Linked DNA regions of Mus musculus: regions 1 and 2 are each linked to region 3. Evidence: chromatin contacts called from public HiChIP or PLAC-seq data. All regions are on one chromosome and are shown on one strand. Each heading gives the region's core, a stretch centred on a gene start, on an enhancer-like site or on the middle of the called end of the contact. The rest is flanking DNA. Distances are from core to core; before and after follow the strand shown. Region 1 has its middle 38 kb from the start of Gm39037. Region 2 has its middle 64 kb from the start of Gm39037. Region 3 has its middle 33 kb from the start of Slco3a1.

Evidence for each region. HiChIP or PLAC-seq counts read pairs in DNA pulled down with a chosen protein or histone mark.
Region 1: a contact with region 3 is called in a BATF HiChIP or PLAC-seq map of CD8 T cells, with 5 read pairs. The contact joins two enhancer-like sites. A contact is called at or near these places in 1 of 15 datasets of contacts at CTCF or cohesin (CD8 T cells), 1 of 484 Hi-C or Micro-C datasets (cerebral cortex) and 3 of 115 datasets of contacts at active chromatin or transcription factors (CD8 T cells, double positive thymocytes and embryonic stem cells).
Region 2: a contact with region 3 is called in a CTCF HiChIP or PLAC-seq map of CD8 T cells, with 8 read pairs. The contact joins two enhancer-like sites. A contact is called at or near these places in 1 of 15 datasets of contacts at CTCF or cohesin (CD8 T cells), 4 of 484 Hi-C or Micro-C datasets (CD8 T cells, the HPC-7 cell line, Th2 cells and 1 more) and 1 of 115 datasets of contacts at active chromatin or transcription factors (CD8 T cells).

The regions. Positions count from the first base shown.
Region 1 is chr7:74,662,386-74,665,554 of GRCm38.p6, reverse strand. No RefSeq gene overlaps it. Among named protein-coding and RNA genes, the nearest start is that of Gm39037, 38 kb to the right of the region's middle. Within about 2 kb of position 1,529, at least 10 of the 459 cell types and tissues checked have an H3K27ac peak or open chromatin away from gene starts, as enhancers often do. A contact at or near this core is called in CD8 T cells, where this site is marked.
Region 2 is chr7:74,688,295-74,691,686 of GRCm38.p6, reverse strand. No RefSeq gene overlaps it. Among named protein-coding and RNA genes, the nearest start is that of Gm39037, 64 kb to the right of the region's middle. Within about 2 kb of position 1,311, at least 24 of the 459 cell types and tissues checked have an H3K27ac peak or open chromatin away from gene starts, as enhancers often do. A contact at or near this core is called in CD8 T cells, where this site is marked.
Region 3 is chr7:74,586,142-74,589,239 of GRCm38.p6, reverse strand. No RefSeq gene overlaps it. Among named protein-coding and RNA genes, the nearest start is that of Slco3a1, 33 kb to the right of the region's middle. Within about 2 kb of position 1,834, at least 5 of the 459 cell types and tissues checked have an H3K27ac peak or open chromatin away from gene starts, as enhancers often do. A contact at or near this core is called in CD8 T cells, where this site is marked.

The DNA.
Region 1 (3,169 bases), core at 280-2,779, 77 kb before region 3:
TGCAAAACAGAAAGCCATTAAACCTGGCAAACGTAAGTAGTTTAGAAAGTAGAACTGTAACAGTTTGAGTTTCTTCACTTTTACAAGTAGGCCAATTTTCCACAGTTGGGAAAGTGGGTAAATTCTTGGTAGTGCAAGGATTTTAAAACAAATATGATAGTTTAAAATTAAATTTTCTTCAGAAAGCACAGACAAAAGATCACTGTACAAGATCCCTTCTGAATCAGAACAATTGACAGCACCTTTCTGGCTACTTTCCATTTGGGAACATTCAGTCACAGACTAAAGAAGTTTTGCCTCTCTGCCTAATGATGGAGAAAACAATATCATGGTGGTGAACAATGGGTCCTGATTATAAAGATTACTACAAAGACACTGTATGTGTAACACACTCCCACTACTAAATAGACTCAATGACCTCCCACCTCATAGTAGGTTGAGTTGTTGAATGTTCCCTGTGCATCCATAAAACGAGAAATCATATCTTTTTCTGACGTTTCCAGTCTCACTTCCTGAAAAATTATGCACTGGTCATGATGAATAGCCACTGGCAAATACCATTTGGGACCATCCGAAGCTTCATTACACATTTGCCTAAAAAACAGCCTCTTTTGGTTAATATTTTTAATGCAGTTCTCAAATCCAGCTCCACTGGGATAGAGAATCAATACAGGCAACAAATGAACTCAGGAAACAAAGAAGATGAAGTATTATCACCAAGAATCAAGATCCAGGAAATGGTTTGCTTTGAGCTATTATCAGTTGCCATAAGATGCCAATCTCTACCATACAATTTACATTGAATGGTATTTATTAATAAACATATAAAAGCCTATTTAGTAAGCATTGGCAGCAGTAACCATCACCACCTTTTATCACAATGGTGTTGTTTTACTGACAATCATAATGTTCTCTACCTTTATCTCCACTACTACACATAAAGTGACTGAAATTCAGAAGGACTAAGTCATACCATCATTTGAGCCTCAAATACAGATTTCCTTCACTTTAGCCATCAAGCACTTCCAAAACTTAACATCGTTACTTCATAAGGAGTGGCACTTTTCTTGTATGAGCAACTCCACACAGATCTGACACCCATGGCAAAGCAAATGAGAGCCCAGAGAAGAGGCCATTATTTCAGCAAACCGTTAAAAACACAAGACAAAACCAAAGAAGACAAGTTAAACATTCAGTTGTTACTTAACTCTAATTGCCTCTGTTTTTCCATCTTAAAGTATGGTTCAAACCCATGTAAACATTGAACAGAAGTGATTTTTTTTCACCATGAGCCACCTGCTCAAGAGAATATCTTTCAGCTTTTTTTCTACCCTTGAATCAACATACATTGCTTTCCTTTAAAAAAAAAAAGAGTAACAAAAATGTATCTGTATGATATGCAAAAACAGACTCTCAAAAAAAAAAAAAAAAAAAAAAAGCCCAAACAGCAGTTTTGTTGTTTTCAACAGGAAACATTGAACCCAGTGAAGAAGGTGTCTGAGAAGCTGGGTAAGATGAGAGGCTCCAGTTCTGCAGACTGCATCACAGTGGTGGAGCACAGGGCAACCACAGAGGACTCAGAGGCACACTGGGTAACTCTGCCGTATACACAAATTAAGCATCACCCAAGTAACTGAAAATAAAAGATGCCACACTTGATCTATAGTACAAATATCCTTCAATACACATAACTTTTCATGCACAGAATTATCAACAGTATTGTATAAAATTATGATCAGGTTGTATATGTAAGGTCTATGTGAAACAAATTTCTTTTGGCCCTGACATGTCCCATATAAGGAGATATAAGCCAAGCATTCTAGATGTAAATCAAAGTTTAAAAAAACCTTTAAACTACATTTAAAATACATGTACATCCAAAATCTGAGGAACCAGCAATACCACTCCTTGGCATATACCCAAAAGGTGTTCCACATGCTCCATCATGTTCATAGCAGCTATATTTATAATATCCAGAAGCTAGAACAACCCAGATGTTCCTCAACAGAGGAATGGATACAGAAAATGTGGTATATTTACACAATGGTATATTTACACAACTCAGCTATTAAAAACAATGACTTCATGAAATTCTTAGGCAAATGGATGGAACTAGAAAATATCCTGAGTGAGGTAACCCAGTCACAAAAGAACACACATGGTATGCATTCACTGATAAGTGGATATTAACCCAAAACCCAGAATACCCAAGATACAATTCACAGACCACATGAAGCTCAAAAATAAGGAAGACCAAAGTGTGGCTGCTTCGGTCCTTCTTAGAAGGGGAAACAAAATACTCACAGGAGGAAATATGGTGATAAAGTGTGGAGCATAGACTGAAGGAAAGGCCATCCAGTGACTGTCCCACCTGGGGATCCACCCTATATACTGTCACCAAGCCCAGACACTATTGTGGATGCCAAGCAGTGCATGCTCACAGGAGACTGATATAGCTGTCTCCTGAGAGGCTCTGCCAGAGCCTGACAAATACAGAGGTGGATGCTCACAGCCAACCATTGGAATGAACATGGAGTCCCCAATGGAGGAATTAGAGAAAGGACTGAAGGAGCTGAAAGGGTTTGCAACCCCATAGGAAGAACATCAATATCAACCAACCAGATGCCCCAGAGCTCCCAGGGATGAAACCACCAACCAAAGAGTACACATGGAGGGACCCATCATAGCTCCAGCCACGTATGTAGTAGAAGATGGCATTGTCAGGCAACAATGAGAGAAGAGGCCATTGGTACAGTGAAGACTCGATGCCCCAATGTAGAGGAATGTCAGGGGATGGGGAGTGAAGCAGTATTGGGTGAGTAAACACCCTCATAGAAACAGGGGATGGGGGATGGGATAGGGGGTTTCCAGTTTGGAGGGAAACCAGGAAGGGGGATAATGTAAATAAAGGAAATATCCAATAAAAAAAATCAAGTGGCTATTGTCATAGCAAATAAATGACTAAATGTCAATCGCAAACAGGACATACCAAAGGAATGGAGAGAGTTTCCTCTTGTGCCCCATTTTATAGTTGGTAAAATGAAGTATGTTTTCAGACATTTGTCTATAAAATCACAGCCCTTAAAATTGCAAGAACTCTCTTCATGAAATGTTAGAGAGTAAAATGCACTGGAAAATATTACCTCAGGCTATAGCAGAATTGAGGATA
Region 2 (3,392 bases), core at 62-2,561, 100 kb before region 3:
AAAAGTGCAATACGGTACTCAAAACTGATGAATTGGGGGCATTTTCAAATAATGTGTTTACTTCCATTTATAATGGCTTTGTCGAAAACATCCTGATGACAGAGTTAGCTCTCACTATTCACTAACTGTTTGCCCTGTGGAATCTGGCCTGAGACATAGCCACAGAGTGACTCTACTCTGCTGTACACCACAAGACCCCGAGTCTATGCAGAATAAGCACAACATAGAAGACATTTCCCTGAAGTCAAGTGTAACTGGAGTTGTTGGTCTCATCCAAGACCCTAGCCTCACATTACAGAAGGAGAGTGATACCCAGGAATAGTTCAAAATACAAAGTGCAGCCATCCCTGAACTACACAGAAACCAGCTTTCTACTATCAAAAGGAGGCCAAGCCCATTCCTTCCTGCTTTGGTACATAAGGGCTGGGGGGATCCCTTATGAAGCCTTTATGAACCTGACTTTAAAACAGAGGGCAAATTAGAGAAAGGCAGAGGCTAGGCACTATTTGAAGTAGTAGAGGTTTCTGTGCTGGTCACTGTTCTAGGCACGAGTTATGCTTGACTACTTAGCAGTTTTCTCATCTGAAAGCTGTAAGTTCTCCCCAAGTCTCATGGGGGTCAGCTAATCTTTAAGTAAAACCTACTCTTGCAAAAATCCTCCATGTGTTGACCCTTCCAAAAACTCCAAACCAGAAAGCACATCTCAAGCCCCAATGCATTGCACACACCCTCAACCCACTTTTCAGTGGCTCAGAACCACCTACTGAGCTGACCTCAAAGCTCAGGATGTGTGTGTGGTGGGCAAGGGGGGGGGGGACCTTTTCAGTTGTTTTTCTGCCTGCCTTCTCTGAGTTTAAGAACAGTGAAGACTTAGCTGCTGTAAAGCAAGAGAAAATTTTAGACAAACAAATGAAGGTATTACTTGTATACTGGCATCCATGAATGGCTGAGATGAGAAATATTAACTACACAACAGCCAAAAATAATGAAGGCTCAGACACTGGACTCCCAACTGCATTAAATGTCTTCCCCCCAATTTTTATATTGACTAGGCACTAACTTGAGAATCTCTAGTGTTTCACCCAAAACCACAAAGTGGGAGGTTTTTCTTTTTAACCAGATCTAACACTTGAATATGATATTGGGTTTTAAGCCAGAATTAATTTCAGAAACAAATTCATTGCTGACTTAGCAAATCAGTTGAGATTTACTAATGACTAGCACTTTTAGATGACACAGACAAGAGGCTGGTTTAAGTGATAAATACTCATTTCACAAATCAATACAGATGCCTATGAAGTGCTTAAGGAGACACACCAATGGCTAAGACAGGCTCTGAAGCCACCCAGTGTGACGTCAGAGCCTCTTAACTGAGTTTTCTAGAAACCCAAAACTGTAACAAAGAATCTTTTAAAAATATTTGAAACTATGCATAATATGTATGTATACATAAACAGTTACATGTACTATTTGTAGTTTTAGGTAAATATAAAGTGATATGATTCCCTGTGGCTATTTCAGATATCCTTTGTGTTAAATCATCTCTTTCCTCCCTCTTCTGTATTGTCCTTCATGCCCCATCTCAACTAGAGCAGCACCCTGTTTTCTCATATTCCTCTTCATACCATTGTAAATATGTTCTAGCCTGCTATCCTTCTATCCAGAGCTCCCCTAGCCAGGGTTCCTTTATACTTTCCTGGTTTGTGTTATATATTCAATTCTGAATAGTTGAGCGAGTGACTGCCGATGAGAGACAGTATGCTGCATTTGCTGTGTTGGTCTGGGTTGCCACACTCAGTGTTATATTTTCTTATTCCCTCTCTTCTCCTGCAAATTCAATGGTTTTAGGTTTCTGTTTTCAACATGTTTTAATCAGAACAGACTTACACCACTTTTCTCCCTCCCTTTCCTTCCTTCAGCCCCTCCCAGATACCCTCCCTCAAACTCTCCCCATGTTCACGCCCTGACACACACTTTCAAGTTGACAGCCTCTCTTTCTCTGATTGTTATTGTTAAATACATGCTTATGTGCATGCACAAATGTATGTATATTAATACAACCTGATCGGTTGACTTCTCTTGGTGGTATGTGTATATTTTCAAGATAGATAATTCTGAATTGGACAACCAATATAGCGGGCCACACCATTGTAGAGTAGAGGCTACCTCTCCTTCACCTAGAGTCATTAGTCACCTGTAGTTCTTTGTCTCAGACCCTGCAACATATCTCCCTACAGCTGAACAGTGTTCCACAGTGCGCATGCACCATCTTCTCATGAAGAATAGTTAGATTTTTTTTTTCCTATTTCCTGGCTATTGTGAGTAAGAGCAGCAATGAACGCTGCTGAGAAATATCTGTGGAATAGGATGTCGGGTCCTTTTGGGTATATGATGAGGAGTGGTACAGTAGTGTCACATGGTAGAATTATTTTTAGCTTTTTAAGAATTCTCCACACTGATTTCTATACTTGCTGGAGCAGTTCACATTCCCACTAACAGTGAGTGAGAATTGCCTTCCCCTCTTGCATTGTTTGTTTGTTGTTTTCTCAGTAACTCTGGAATTCTTGGGTAAGATTGACACTCAAAGGGAATGGAGAAATCTGACCAGGCCCCACCCATAGAGGAAGAACTACAGATAATGACTACTTCGGGGAGAAATAGTATTTTCCAGGGATGAACCCCCTAAATGGGTGTCTAATGCCATCCAGTCAGCCCTAAAAAATGCAAAGAAGAAACACTAAATGTTTCTACACTAGACTGTATTTTTTGCACAGACACACACACACACACACACACACACACACAGAAGGAGACAGACAGACAGACAGACAGACAGACACATACACACAGCAGTAATCACTAAAGAAAAAGAGCCATATTTTAAAGGGAGCAAGGAAGTATAGGGGCTAGAGGAAAGAGAGGGGAAGGAAAATAATGTAATTCTATCTTAATTAAATGAGATGTTTTATTGTCTTTGAAATTTTCAATGTACTTTGATCACATTCACCCCCCCCCATCCACCCCATCACCCTACCCCTCTGACTTTGTATCATCTTCCTCTTTACTTGCCTTCCTAGTCCAATTGTGCTGCTCCTGCTTCTGAGAGAAGACAGGTAGAATTTGTCTTTGTGTGTCTGGTTTACCTCATTTGCCATAATGATCTCTGTTTCCTGGATGCTCGATTCCCCCCAGATGACGCTATGGCATGTCCCTCCCACGTGCCTGCTCTAAGTTCCAAAGGTAATTGGTATCCGTGTTTGTCACATTGCATATTTTGTTCTCCCAACTACACCAAGATGTCCATTCACTCTCATCACAGTATCAGTGAGGAAACTGAGGCTCAGGGAAGGTCAAGTGCCCTGGCAATGTCCTGCATCTAGCATATTTCACAG
Region 3 (3,098 bases), core at 585-3,084:
ACTGTGCTGTGTGCTTCAACAATACATTCTGACTTTATGAATGTTAACAAGTTTTTCTACTTGAAAATTTCTTTAAAGACTTAAGTAACCTGAGTTCCATGTTCCAGATTTCAGAAAAATCAAGACTCTCCCCATGGATCTTAAGAGAAGCCAGAATAGAAAGGAAGGCAAGAACTTTCTAGAAAATGGGTCTTCAATATTTGTTGGACCTAGTATAACAGAACAAACTCAGACACAGGACCCTTTCATTATCCCCATATGTTTTCTTCTCAAGCTCATAGTCATATATGGTTTTCTTTTTTTTTCCATTTTTTATTAGGTATTTAGCTCATTTACATTTCCAATGCTATACCAAAAGTCCCCCATACCCACCCACCCCCAATCCCCTACCTACCCACTCCCCCTTTTTGGCCCTGGTGTTCCCCTGTACTCGGGCATATAAAGTTTGCGTGTCCAATGGGCCTCTCTTTCCAGTGATGGCCGACTAGGCCATCTTTTGACACATATGCAGCTAGAGTCAAGAGCTCCGGGGTACTGGTTAGTTCATAATGTTGTTCCGCCTATAGGGTTGCAGATCCCTTTAGCTCCTTGGCTACTTTCTCTAGCTCCTCCATTGGGAGCCCTGTGATCCATCCATTAGCTGACTGTGAGCATCCACTTCTGTGTTTGCTAGGCCCCGGCATAGTCTCACAAGAGACAGCTACATCTGGGTCCTTTCGATAAAATCTTGCTAGTGTATGCAATGGTGTCAGCGTTTGGATGCTGATTATGGGGTGGATCCCTGGATATGGAAGTCTCTACATGGACCATCCTTTCATCTCAGCTCCAAACTTTGTCTCTGTAACTCCTTCCAAAGGTGTTTTGTTCCCACTTCTAAGGAGGGGCATAGTGTCCACACTTCAGTCTTTATTTTTCTTGAGTTTCATGTGTTTAGGAAATTGTATCTTATATCTTGGGTATCCTAGGTTTTGGGCTAATATCCACTTATCAGTGAGTACATATTGTGTGAGTTCCTTTGTGAATGTGTTACCTCACTCAGGATCATGCCCTCCAGGTCCATCATTTGGCTAGGAATTTCATAAATTCATTCTTTTTAATAGCTGAGTAGTACTCAGGGAAATACAAATCAGAACAACCCTGAGATTCCACCTCACACCAGTCAGAATGGCTAAGATCAAAAATTCAGGTGACAGCAGATGCTGGCGTGGATGTGGAGAAAGAGGAACACTCCTCCATTGTTGGTGGGATTGCAGGCTTGTACAACCACTCTGGAAATCAGTCTGGTGGTTCCTCAGGAAATTGGACATAGTACTACCGGAGGATCCAGCAATACCTCTCCTGGGCATATATCCAGAAGATGCCCCAACTGGTAAGAAGGACACATGCTCCACTATGTTCATAGCAGCCTTATTTATAATAGCCAGAAGCTCTAAAGAACCCAGATGCCCCTCAACAGAGGAATGGATACAGAAAATGTGGTACATATATGGTTTTCTACAGAATCAGCACCCTAGCTCTTGTGGCCTCTCACAGGAAACCACCCCATCTCACTTTAGAAAGCACTGATTGGGTGAGTCTGGCTTTCTTTTCTCGCCTTACTTTCTTTTCTCAAGTCTTCATCATAATTTATGTGGTAGTTAAAAAAAAATGTCACAAGTTCTTCCAAACTCTACTCTAAAAGATGAAGGCCAAATTTCCTCCTATGAAATGTGGTTAGAATTATTACTCCAGTTCTTAAAAATCAATTGTGGGACAAGTGACAGAATGTGGGTCTCTTTTGTGGAACTCTCATTCTGGGGCAAGTTGGCTACCATGCTATGAGGAGAATTTGGCATCAATGAGAAGGCCATGCAGTGAGTAAGAGATATGTGGCACCATTTTAAAGCAGGTCCTCCAGCTTTAGTTAAGATTTCAGAGAGCTACAAGCCCAGGAAATATCACTAGTGGACCTGAGCCACAACCACTCAGCCTGGCTGCCCAAAATCCCTAGCGTATTCACATCCAGATAATAAAGGCTTATGAATTTAAAACTTTAACTGTTGGTCTGTTCTGCATCTCAGTAAATAACTGATGAAACATATGATAATAGTAAATCTCATTAGCATTTACTAAATATACTGGAATATAATCTCCTTGTAGAAAAGAATCATATCTGTTTGTCTCATCATTTGAATCTCAGTGTATGCCGTAAAGTCAATCCTTAATACCCATTATTGATTAAATAAATGAAGAAGATCTTAGTCCATGGCTAATGTTACAATGTTCACTCTGAACTTATTTCCTCACTTAATTCTCACAGCTTTAATGTAACAGTGTATTTATTATTCTTGTTTTGCCGAGGCAATCCAAGGCTTAGTGGGGCTACATTTCTTAGTTTCCAAATCTCTATAACCCTACACCCCTGGGTGTTTGTGTGCGAACTGTATAATTAGTCAGATACACATACCCAGTGCCCTTTCTCAGAACTCTGAAAATGAGGCCAAAGAGTGGCAAAAGCTTCCACAGACAACTGAAAATCAAGCCGGTCCCATGGCCCAATATGGTTTGGATAAGCCTGTTCCCAGGGTTCATATACTGAAAGCTTGGTCATCCATTTGGCAATGGGAGAGGCTGTGGAAACTTTAAGAGGTAGGGTCCATTCAGGGATGGGTTGGACTGGGTCATTGAAGTTACTGATCTCAGAAGGAATTAATGCTGGTCTCACATACTGGGTTATAAAGCCTAGTCTGTATTTTTGGGTCATAGATTATTCTAGACTATTTTAGATAGACTATTCTAGACTAGTTCCCTTTCCATGCCTCAATCATTTTGTGATGTGGCTCAGGAGGCTCTCACCAGAGGCCAAACAGATGGGTTTCTGTGACTCCCCCCCACCTCCACCAAGGATAGTCGGTTGAGATCAATCCACAAGGGCGAATTGTACAGAGACAAAGAATAGGATGGTTCAGAAGCCCTGTGAGTATGTCTGGTAATAACACACCAGGGCCAGCTGTGGGAAGACAGATCAACTTTACTGGGGTGATTCAATGGTTTTGGGGTAAGGGGATAGGAATATCCAGGGTAGGCAAATGTCATTGGCTGATTGAAGGCTTAAGATA